Regions from separate parts of the Rattus norvegicus genome. Here region 1 is linked to region 2. Evidence: chromatin contacts called from public Hi-C data. All regions are on one chromosome and are shown on one strand. The core of a region is the stretch at or near the end of the contact, and the rest is flanking DNA. Distances in the headings are between cores, read along the strand shown.

The links. A called contact is a pair of places that touch in the nucleus more often than the background predicts.
Region 1: a contact with region 2 is called in a Hi-C map of the A7r5 cell line, with 5 times the contacts expected there. The contact joins two enhancer-like sites. A contact is called at or near these places in 11 of 12 Hi-C or Micro-C datasets (the A7r5 cell line, the Rat2 cell line, Schwann cells and 6 more).

Annotation. Positions count from the first base shown.
Region 1 is chr9:118,310,696-118,316,501 of GRCr8, reverse strand. It overlaps LOC120094777 (a long non-coding RNA gene), which reads right to left. Exons shown (of 3, transcript XR_010055098.1): 2 at 2,647-5,806; 3 at 100-1,482. Among named protein-coding and RNA genes, the nearest start is that of Myl12b, 21 kb to the left of the region's middle. Within about 2 kb of position 1,576, at least 11 of the 93 cell types and tissues checked have an H3K27ac peak or open chromatin away from gene starts, as enhancers often do. A contact at or near this core is called in the A7r5 cell line, where this site is marked.
Region 2 is chr9:118,044,716-118,049,892 of GRCr8, reverse strand. The region is part of intron 6 of Dlgap1 (DLG associated protein 1); the gene reads right to left. LOC102555426 (a long non-coding RNA gene) reads left to right here. Exons shown (of 7, transcript XR_010055090.1): 5 at 1-5,177. Among named protein-coding and RNA genes, the nearest start is that of Tgif1, 160 kb to the left of the region's middle. Within about 2 kb of position 2,977, at least 20 of the 93 cell types and tissues checked have an H3K27ac peak or open chromatin away from gene starts, as enhancers often do. A contact at or near this core is called in the A7r5 cell line, where this site is marked.

The sequences.
Region 1 (5,806 bases), core at 327-2,826, 270 kb before region 2:
TCTTCAGTTAGAGGGAAGTGGAGAGCTCAGTAACGTGAGTGGCTGGGTGTCTTAGTCAGCGTTTCTATTGCTGTGATGAAACTCTAAAGACAAAAGAGCATCGCGGGGAGCAAAGGGTTTACTTTGCTCACAGTTCCACATAACAGTTCATTGTCAAAAGTGATGAGGTCCGGGACTCAAGCAGGGCAGGAACATGGAGGCAGGAGCTGATGCAGAGGCCGTGGAGGGCTGCTGCTTACTGACTTGCTTATCATGGCTTGCTCAGCCTACTTATAAACTTAGGATGAAAACTCAGGTGTGGCAACACCCACCAATGGGCTGGGTTCTCTCCCATGGATCACTCATTAAGAAAAGGCCCTACAGGCTTGCTACAACGTGATCTTATAGAGGCATTTTCTCAATTGAGGCTCCCTCCTCAATGACCACCTTGTATCATAAAACCAGCCAGGACACTGGGCTAGACTGACAATAGACAAAGAAAAGGAAAATTGTACAAACGTATCTGCAGTCTCCCTGCAGGAGACTCAAGGCCAGGCGGTGCCACCTTAATCTGAACAGGGGCTGAGGATTGAGAAGGAACAGGAGGTTTTGGAAGGCTTCAGGGAGAAAAACTATGACAGACAGAAATTATCTTGCACTGATAAAATCTCTCAGGGAGGAATAGGTGGCAGCCTGGGGCAAAAGCTGCCCTGGGCTCAGTATGGACCTTTAACCCCTTTTCCTGAACTCAGATCTTTCCTAGAATGCTTCTCAGGCATTCTTCAGAGCAACCCTCAGCTCGCCCCCGCCTTCCGTGATCTGGCAGCACGACCCAGTAAGGTGCTCATGACGTGTCCGAGCTCTTAGCATGATCCATGCATGTATTACTGTTTAGCGTGATAAGTTATCATGTTATGCCTTACAGGGGCTGGAGAGATGGCTCCTTGTTAAGACCACTTGCTGCTCATACAGAGGCTGCAGGTTTGACTTCCCAGCACACCATGAAGGGAGCCTCATAACCGCCATAACTCCAGTTCCAGGTGATCCAACTCCCGCTTCCGGCCTCCTAGGGCACCAGGTACGTAAATGGTGAACAGGCAAACATGCAGACGAAACACCCAAACTGGTAAGTAATACTAAATTTTTTAAAAATGTTATGCATTATGTATGAGCACAAGCCTTGGAATCTGAATGTAGAAACTGTTGAAGAACTTAGGGCGGAGAGATCCCGAGAGAGTGTCACTCAGAAACTGAAAGAGGATGTGGAAGTTTATTACAGATTGAAGTTTTTTCTTTTCTTTTGTTGTTAGTTTGTTTCATTTTTTGTTTTTTTCTTCAAGACAGGGTTTCTCTGTGTGGTGCCGCTGTCCTGGAATTCACTCTGTAAATAGACCAGGCTGGCCCACATACTACAGTTTTGAAGAAAGACTTCTCGGGTTGAAAAGATGGTGGCGGTCACAGAATACACTTGTCGCCTTTGTACTTGGTCTCAGTGGAGCTTTCCTTTAAAACCAAAAACCAAAACACAGTTGTCAAGCGCAGTTGTTTAGAGACGATAACTGGAAGTGTCACTAGGTGTCACTATTATTCTTGGTACTGTAGTAAACCATTCCCTAAGGAGCTTAAACTGTAGAGTAGCGCGCAGTCTGACTTCAGAGCACTGGCCCCACTTTGTCAAGAGCTCTTTAGAGGACAATTTCATGCAAAGTCCCTACAGGAAATTCATGCGTCTCTGCATTCCAGATTTAGGGAGCAGTTTCTGGGATTTGATTTTTATGAGAACTCATAGCAAGTGCCTATCTCCTCCGTCCCCCTCCCTGTCCTTCCTCCTCCCTTCTCCTCCCTCCCTCTTCCTCCTCACTCCCTCTTCCTCCTCCCTCCCTCTTCCTCCTCACTCCCTCTTCCTCCTCCCTCCCTCTTCCTCCTCACTCCCTCTTCCTCCTCCCTACCTCTTCCTCCTCCCTCCCTCTTCCTCCTCCCTCCCTCTTCCTCCTCACTCCCTCTTCCTCCTCACTCCCTCTTCCTCCTCACTCCCTCTTCCTCCTCCCTAACTCTTTCTTTCCTTCCTCCTTCCTTCCATTCATCCACCATCAATTCATGTATAAATATTTGTTAAGTGATTAGAAAGTTCCAGAATCCAGCTCTGCAGTCTTTGAGAATCCTGGGCTCAAACTATCCCCTGACCTTAAATCTCCCAGTTTCCTTGGGCTGGCAGGCAGGTCCCACCTCATTCACTTCTGGTCCCATGGTCATGTGAACATGTGAGCAAGTCTTTATCATTCTTGCCATTATCACATCTATCGCAGAGACCACAAGCCGGTAGATGTGTGTGAAATTGTGTTGTAAAATTATGCCTTATTTTTCTGCCTCAAAAAATTCGAGCAGCATCTGTTTAATAGCTCTATGCAATGTACTCTAACAAGTCATCCAACCTAAATGTCTCAAGACAACACAAATAGCTTGTAAGACAGCTTCTTTTTATTGCTATTTCCTCCCCCAACTCCCCATCTCCTGGAAATATCATTAGAATAATGCCAGAAAAATACCAAATGAATAAAAGACCTGAAAGTGTTTGGCTGGGGGGTGGGGTGGGGATGGAAATATTCTGTGGAATGCATATGAATAGGCATGTTCATGTTTAAATATGAGAAATCATTTTGGACATACCTTCAGGAAGTCCTAATCCCTCCAGTCCTGCGTCTGCTGTCTTGGGTTCTCAGGGCACAATGCTTCCTTTCAGATCCCCCTTCCAAAGGAGTATGATGAAATCTGTTTCCTCTCCTGGACTCCGTGAAAATACATCCGGACGCTTCCCTACACTGCTCTTTCCTAATCACCTCAGTGCAAACGGACTTCAGCTCGTGTAAGGGGCTGACTATAGATTCCCAGATAACCTTTTCCCATGCTTTGCTTGCATGGAAATAACCTTTTTCCATGCACTGTGTGCAGGCACACACACACACACACACACACACACACACACACACACACAGAGAGAGAGAGAGAGAGAGAGAGAGAGAGAGAGAGAGAGAGAGAGAGAAAGAAGCTACTTTTTTGCCCAGAGCAATGTAGTGTCAATTGCTGTTGTCCTAGTTTATCAGTGTGAAAGACAGCTGTTATTGAGTTGCAATGTGTAACACCCCAGGAGGCTGTCAAAGCTACTCTTGAAAATCTGCTTGCTGGAGAATGACACCTATTTCCTCCGGAAGTTCCATTGTTGGCCTCCGTGCTGGTCAGTTACCTTGGCAACCCTAAGAACTGGACCAGAATGTAACATAAAGCCACAGATCAAGTTTCCACAATAGCCACAGGTTTGGAAATGTCTGCGGTAGTCTGTTCATAGTTGGGAGCGGGAGTCTGTTTGCTAAAAGGCATTTTAGGAAAGCAACTCCCACTTCTCAGATGAGACTAATGACCCAGTGCCCCCTGCTCTCCCTTGCAATGTCACAGCCAGTTGTAGCAGAACTCCTACTCCAAGCTCTTCATTGGTCTCTTGGCCTCTGTGTTCTCTGTTTTCTCAGTCTATCAGAGGTGGGACTGGCTTGCCTACCCAACCGCAGAGCTGCTGACTTATGGTGATGATGGTGATGATGAAGAAGATGATGAAGAAGAAATTGCCCTTAAATTTCACATTTGAGTTACATAAAAAGGGTTTTGTTTTTTTTTTTTTTTTACAACTTTTGAGCCTATGTTAATTCTTCTTTTCTTCTTGTTGCTTTTTATTTGTCTTCAAGACAAGGTTTCACTGTGTATCCTTGGCTGTCCTGGATCTCACTCTGTAGACCAGGCTGGCCTCAAACTCACAGAGATCCACTTGCCTCTACCTCCACAGTGCTGGGGTTAAAGGCACCTGCTACCACTGCCCTGCTGGGCCTATGTTAATTCTTTTTGTGGACTGGGGATCAAGTATCATTTTCTTTTTCTTTTTTTTTTATTGGATATATTTTTATTTACATTTCAAATGTTATCCCCTTTTCCCCATCCAACCACTTAACCCTTCTCGCCTCCCCACCCTGACGTTCCCCTACACTGGGGGATCCAGCCTTGGTAGAACCAAGGGCTTCTCCTCCCTTTGGTGCCCAACAAGGCCATCCTCTGCTACACATGAAGCTGGAGCCATGGGTCTGTCCATGTGCACTCTTTGGATGGTGATTTAGTCCTTGTTGGTTGGTATTGTTGTTCTTATGGGGTTGCAAACCCCTTCAGCTCCCCAAGTATCACTTTCAAATCCATACTGTGACATATTCCTTCAGCTAGGAGATACTATATTCTAAAGTTTCCAGAAGCTTCCAAAACAATCCCCAACAGCTAGGAGCTAAGCTCTCAGCACAAGGGCCTGTAGGGGGCATTTACTATCTGAAAACCATGACAGAACCTGAACCTTTAATATAAGAAGGACAAGAACTTCCAGACACAGAGGCACTGGGAAACAGTGCCTGCTTTTGTCTATAGAAACAGAGCAATCTTAGAAAACTATTCTGCCTGCCAACTTTAATCAGTGATTCTGAGAAACCCCTCCCTAACCCAAAAGGTCTGTTGTGTCTGAGCCTCTTTCCTTCCCCATTTTGTGTGTTGGTTCCTAACTAGAAGAGAACACGAAGATTTTTTTTTTTTTTACCCCCAACATCCTCTTAATCTGTACCACAGTCTGATGTTTTTTTTTTCCTACCTTACCCACGAGTCTGTTAAAAGTCTCTTCCCAGAACATTAACCCAACAAGAACAGAAACTCCTTTCATCTAACAGGCTCGCGGATTAGAGCAGGCAGTGCGGGTCATTAGCTGTCTGGAAGTCCATGGCGTACTGATGAGGGTGAGGGTGGGAGGGAGAGCAGCGGACAGACGAGGTAGAACCCTAGGCCAGTCTAAGATGGCTGCTTTGGGAAGGACCTACAAAGGGAGCTGGCCCCTCAAGGTGGCAGACTGGGCCGGGGCGGAAGACATATGGATGTAATCAAATTGTTACAAAGAGGAAACAGGCAATTTTCTAGAAACTAAATAAACATTTCTACACTCTCCTCAGTTGTGAAGGTTGCTAATACCTTTGCTGATCTCTTCAGCGCATAGCCATTTTCTCATGTACACGGCTTTTGCTGTGAGTTCTCCCTTCTTTATTGCCTGAGCGCCGTGCGTCCGACACTCTCGCCCCTTTGCCGCTTGACTTAGATATAATCAGAACATAGCTCAATTTTAAGTCTTGTTGGTACACTTTTCTTTGAAAAGATACTTTGGATTTAGAAAACACAAAGACACTGTCCTACTTTCTTCATGAACTGGAGGGATGTAACAAAATGGCTTATCTCCTAGTGGCTGAAGAGGGCTGGCAAACTCTGGGGTCCTTGGCTGTGAGGGCTGGCAGATGATGGCTGAGTGGGCTAAGCCAGGCCAAGGGCATCTTCACTCCTTTGGGCTCCCTGCATCACCAAAGTCAGAAATGACGGTAAGATATGCCCCCTTGGCCAGATGTTAAAGCAGAGTCCACAAGGCACTGGAAGGGCTACCAATGTACTATGAATGGTGTGTGTGTGTGTGTGTGTGTGTGTGTGTGTGTGTGTGGTGCACCACAGTATGCACGTGGAGGTCAGATCAGAGGGCAACTTGTGGGGATAAGTTTTCTCCTTCTAACATGTGAGTCCAGGGGATTCAACTCAGGTTCATCAGGTTTTCAATTTAAAATTTTGCAAGTTGTACTTGCGTTTCTCATTTTTTTTTTCGGGGCTGGGGACTGAACCTAGGGCCTTGCGCTTGCTAGGCAAGCGCTCTACCACTGAGCTAAATCCCCAACCCCGCATTTCTCATTTTAAAAAACAAAACAATATTTCATAGCCA
Region 2 (5,177 bases), core at 1,728-4,227:
TCTTTTCCAAGAGGAGAACCTGGCTTTCTAATGAAGCATCTAGTTGCGTCCATGGATCATGAGTTCTACACAGCTGACAGAGCAGCCAATGGCTTCCTTAGAATTCCAGTGCATTCCAGCAACCTGACTACTGAGACCTGACAGCCTGGTTTTCATGTGGCGCTGTACCCAACACTCTGCAGAGGTACCTCCTCCTTATAGGTTGTAGTAAAGGATTTCAGGAGGATGAACTAAACAGGATGAAGGGGGTGTTTTCTTCACAAACACAACCTAGCTCACGGTTGAGGGAGCTTTGTGAGAAATTTCTTTTTTTTTTCTCTCCATTTTTCTTAACTTGAGTATTCTTATTTACATTTCGATTGTTATTCCCTTTCCTGGTTTCCAGGCCAACATCACCCTAACCCCTCCCCCTCCCCTTCTTTATGGGTGTTCCCCTCCCCATCCTCCCCCCATTACTGCCCTCCCCCCAACAATCACGTTCACTGGGGGTTCAGTCTTGGCAGGACCCAGGGCTTCCCCTTCCACTGGTGCTCTTACTAGGATATTCATTGCTACCTATGGGGTCAGAGTCCAGGGTCAGTCCATGTATAGTCTTTAGGTAGGGGCTTAGTCCCTGGAAGCTCTGGTTGCTTGGCATTGTTGTACATATGGGGTCTCGAGCCCCTTCAGCTCTTTCAGTCCTTTCTCTGATTCCTTCAACAGGGGTCCCGTTCTCAGTTCAGTGGTTTGCTGCTGGCATTCGCCTTTGTATTTGCTGTATTCTGGCTGTGTCTCTCAGGAGAGATCTACATCTGTTTCCTGTCAGCCTGCACTTCTTTGCTTCATCCATCTTGTCTAATTGGGTGGCTGTATATGTATGGGCCACATGTGGGGCAGGCTCTGAATGGGTGTTTCTTCTGCCTCTGTTCTAAACTTTGCCTCAATATTCCCTCCTAAGGGTATTCTTGTTCCCCTTTTAAAGAAGGAGTGAAGCATTCGCATTTTGGTCATCCTTCTTGATTTTCATGTGTTCTGTGCATCTAGGGTAATTTGAACATTTGGGCTAATATCTACTTATCAATGAGTGCATACCATGTGTGTTTTTGTGTGATTGGGTTACCTCACTCAGGATGATATTTTCCAGTTCCATCCATTTGTCTGTGAATTTCATAAAGTCATTGTTTTTGATAGCTGAGTAATATTCCATTGTGTAGATGTACCACATTTTCTGTATCCATTCCTCTGTTGAAGGGCATCTGGGTTCTTTCCAGCTTCTGGCTATTATAAATAAGGCTGCTATGAACATGTTGGAGCACGTGTCTTTGTTATATGTTGGGGCATCTTTTGGGTATATGCCCAAGAGAGGTATAGCTGGGTCCTCAGGTAGTTCAATGTCCAATTTTCTGAGGAACCTCCAGACTGATTTCCAGAATGGTTGTACCAGTCTGCAATCCCACCAACAATGGAGGAGAGTTCCTCTTGAGAAATTTCTAAGCAATTAATTTTAAAAATTAATTCTGCCTAAGGAGGCCAGGAGAGGATCCCTTAGGAATGGAGTTATGTTGTGAGGGGTGATGTGGGTGCTGGGAATTGAACTCAGGTCATCTGGAAGAGCAACACGTGTTCAAAGGATGAGCCATCTTTCCGGTTCCTGAGAAATTTAAATCTCAGCATTTACAGAAGTAAGTCACGTTTCTGATGATACATGTTTATACAAACCTTCTCTTGATATCTGACAGCTATCATGTAGGTGGAATGTTCTTGTTTTCATCATAAACCAATGGACATTAGTTTTTTCATATCTTAGTGAGATCAGCTTAGTAAGAACACCCGCGTGACCTGACAGAAACAGTGTAATGGCCCCATTCTTCTTTCTGTATCTGTGAAGCCACTGACCAGATGTTGGCTTTCCTGAGCTGGGATTTGTCTTGGACACCTTTCAACCCTCTAGGCTCCCTTCCTTCCTAGCCAACCTCTATGTTCAACAATTCTGAACCACTCTAAAGGCCCTTTACTCTTTATTCTCCTTCCTGTCCCCGGAACTCCAGGAGGAAGAAAAAATTCATTTTCTCTGCCCTCACAGCTCACAGGTACATGAGAATCACAATGTTTCTTAGTTCCAATATCCAGAGTCCCTGTCACATGAGGAACACTTGACTATACATTACACAGAAGCCTTCCTGATGTGGCAATGCCCTCGGTGACTGGTTCATGGTGGGTGCATGCTATGTTCGCATAATTGTCCCCACGAAGCCCTAGGCTTTGTCCTAGTCTAGAACACTGTTGAGACATAGTAAAAACTTTAGGAAATGGGACCCAGTGGAAGGATTTACATCTTTGAGGAAGAGGTGTGTGCTGGATAGTTTTATGTCAACTTGATATAAGCTGGAGTTATCTGAAAGGAGGGAATTTCAATTGAGAAAATGCTTCCATAATACCCGACTGTAGGGCATTTTCTTAATAGTGATTGATGGGAGAGAACCTAACCCACGGTGAGTGGTGCCACCCCTGGGCTGGTGATCCTGGGTTCTACAAGAAATCAGGCTGAGGAAGCCGTGTTTAGCAAACCTGTGAGCAGCACCCCTCCACGGCCTCTGCATTAGCTTCTGCGTCTAGGTTCCTGCCCTGCTTGAGTTACTGTCCTTACTACTTGTTACATGGAACCATGAGTAACCACCGCCCCACCAAGTTGCTTTTGGTCATGGTGTTTTGTCACAGCAATAGTAATCCTGGATAGGATGGCATGCATGCCCTCGAAGGTGATGTTGGGATCTCTCCCACTCCCCTCCCCTTCCCTCTCTCCCTCTCTCCCTCCTCATGCCCTCCACAAAGTGAATAAGTTTCCTCCACTATAGGATGTGCTGCCTCCCTACAGGCCTAAAAGACCTTCAAATCCCGACTCAACCTTACTTCTTTTTACGTTGACTCATCTCAGATATTTGCTACAGTAATGGAACGCCAACTCAGTTCGAGAGATCGCTTGGTAAAGAACGGAAGAAACGCGCCAGCTGGCAGGTCACGTGTTCCCGTTGCTTGGCTGCGTCTAGCTGAAAAGACGACCCACCTCATGGAAACTGATTATTTGAGCTGGAGACACAGCCAACTATTTTCTTTTTTGCCGTTTTTTTCTAGGTAAACTGAGCCACACAAGGAGCCCGAGAAAGCAGATTTAACAGGTTTTGAATTTATTTTCCATTTTATTTACTTTTTCTTTTTCCTTCTTTCGGGAAAAGGTCTCACTATGTAGCTCTGACTAACCTGGAACTCACTATGTGGGCTGGCCTGTCTGCCTCCTGAGTGCTGGGATTGAAGGCATGCACTACTCTCGAGCTTGCTTTTTCAACAGATATTTTCTCCCCCACGCTCATGCAGGACGGAAGGAAGTCTGATGTAAGGGAACTGGAACAAATATAGAATTAATGAAGTCATCCCACTTTTAGAATCTATTTTAAGGGCTTTTATCTTAACACTCAGACCAGTCGGTTCCTAGTGGAGCAACAAGAATAATTCTCTAAACTCTGGGATCATGTAGCCTCTTTGCTGAACTCAAGAAGTGACTCCAATTTTACTTATTGTAGGAGAAGGAACCTCTCCCCCGCCAACCCATGTTAGAGTAGCAATGGAGGGGGGCAGCCATGAAGGAAATAAACAAGTAATAAATAAAAAAATAATAAAAGAATTAAAAAAGACCCTGTGCTTTTCTGAAAGACTTAAAATTTAAAAAAGGAATTTATTTTTATTTCTGTGATTGTTCTGCTTGTATGTATGTATGCATGCATGTATGTATGTATGTATGTATGTATGTATGTATGTATGATGTACATGCCTGGTGCCATATGGGTCAGAAGGAGGAATTGGATCCCACTAGAACTGAAATTATATTATCTCTCTCCCCTCTCTCTTCCTCCCTCTCCTCTTTCTGTCTTCTCTCTCCCCCCTTCTCTCCCTTCTCTCTCCCCTCTCCTCACTTCCTCTGTCCTGGGACTCACTCTGTAGACCAGCGGGCCTCAAACTCAGAGATCTGCCTGACTCTGTCTCCTGAGTGATGGGATTAAAGCATGCACAACCACCACCCAGTTCATTTTCCTTTCTTAAAAGCTAATGAGAATCCCACTGCACCAGGGAGTAATTAAAACTTTAGTTAGATTCTGCACATTGCTAAACATCTATCTTCTTTAGAGCATTTTCCTTCCTTCCTTCCTCCCTCCCTTCCTTCCTTCTTTCCTTCCCTCCGTCCCTCCCCCCCTCCTTCCTTTTACATTTTATTTTAGGCGTATGGGTGTTTTGCTGGCATGTATCAATGCACCGTGTGGGTGCCCACTGCCCATAGTGGTCAGAAGAGAGCATCAGATCCCTTAGAATTGGAGTTGTGATGTGCCACAAATGGAAGAGTAGCCAGCTCTAACTGCTGAGCGAACATCCCTCCAGCTCCCCGCTAACACCCCCCCTCCCCCGCTTCACTCTCTTGGCTCCGTTCCAGCTGTTTTCCACTGGAAGCTCATGGTCTACATCTAGCAAGTCATCTAGCAGCTCCACACTGAGGTGCTGCGGGAGCCCCTTCTCGCTGCAGCCAGTCCTTTCTCTGGAGCTCCCCCTCCCCCAACCTGCCCTGCTGGATTCTTGCATCTGACCTCACATCCTCCTCTCCTTTTCCAGCCACCCTCAGCAGATTCCCACTGGCAATCCTAACTGTCTTTCACCTTTCCTTGAGAGTCTCCTTGTGTGAAAAAAATCTAAGAGTTCGGCCCAAAGGATGGAGTTTAAGACCCAGTTCAGCCTGAGCCAGCCTTGGCTTCATTGCTTCCCTGATGACCCTCTTCTGCGGTCAGATGCTTCCCTCCACAGATGCGCGGCACTTAGGCGCTTCACTGCCTTGTAGGTGCCTGGGGAAACCCCATCTTTACTTTGCCCACGAACCCTTTACTCCCAGTTTTTGACAGATGGACATTCCCAATCCAAACCAGTGACAGCAGTGTCTCTCCACCGTGTCGCTTTACGCTTGGCTATCTCGATCAGAGTCCTCAGTACATGGAATTAACATTTTTCTCTCCTTCCATTCCCTTTCTGTCTCTTCCTCTCCCAGTTTTGAGACGGAGCCTCAGTGTATCACTTGGGCTGGCCTGGATTTCTCTATTGTAGCTCAGGTTGGCCTTGAACTTACGACCTTCTTGCTTCAGCCTTCATAGTTACAATTCTTC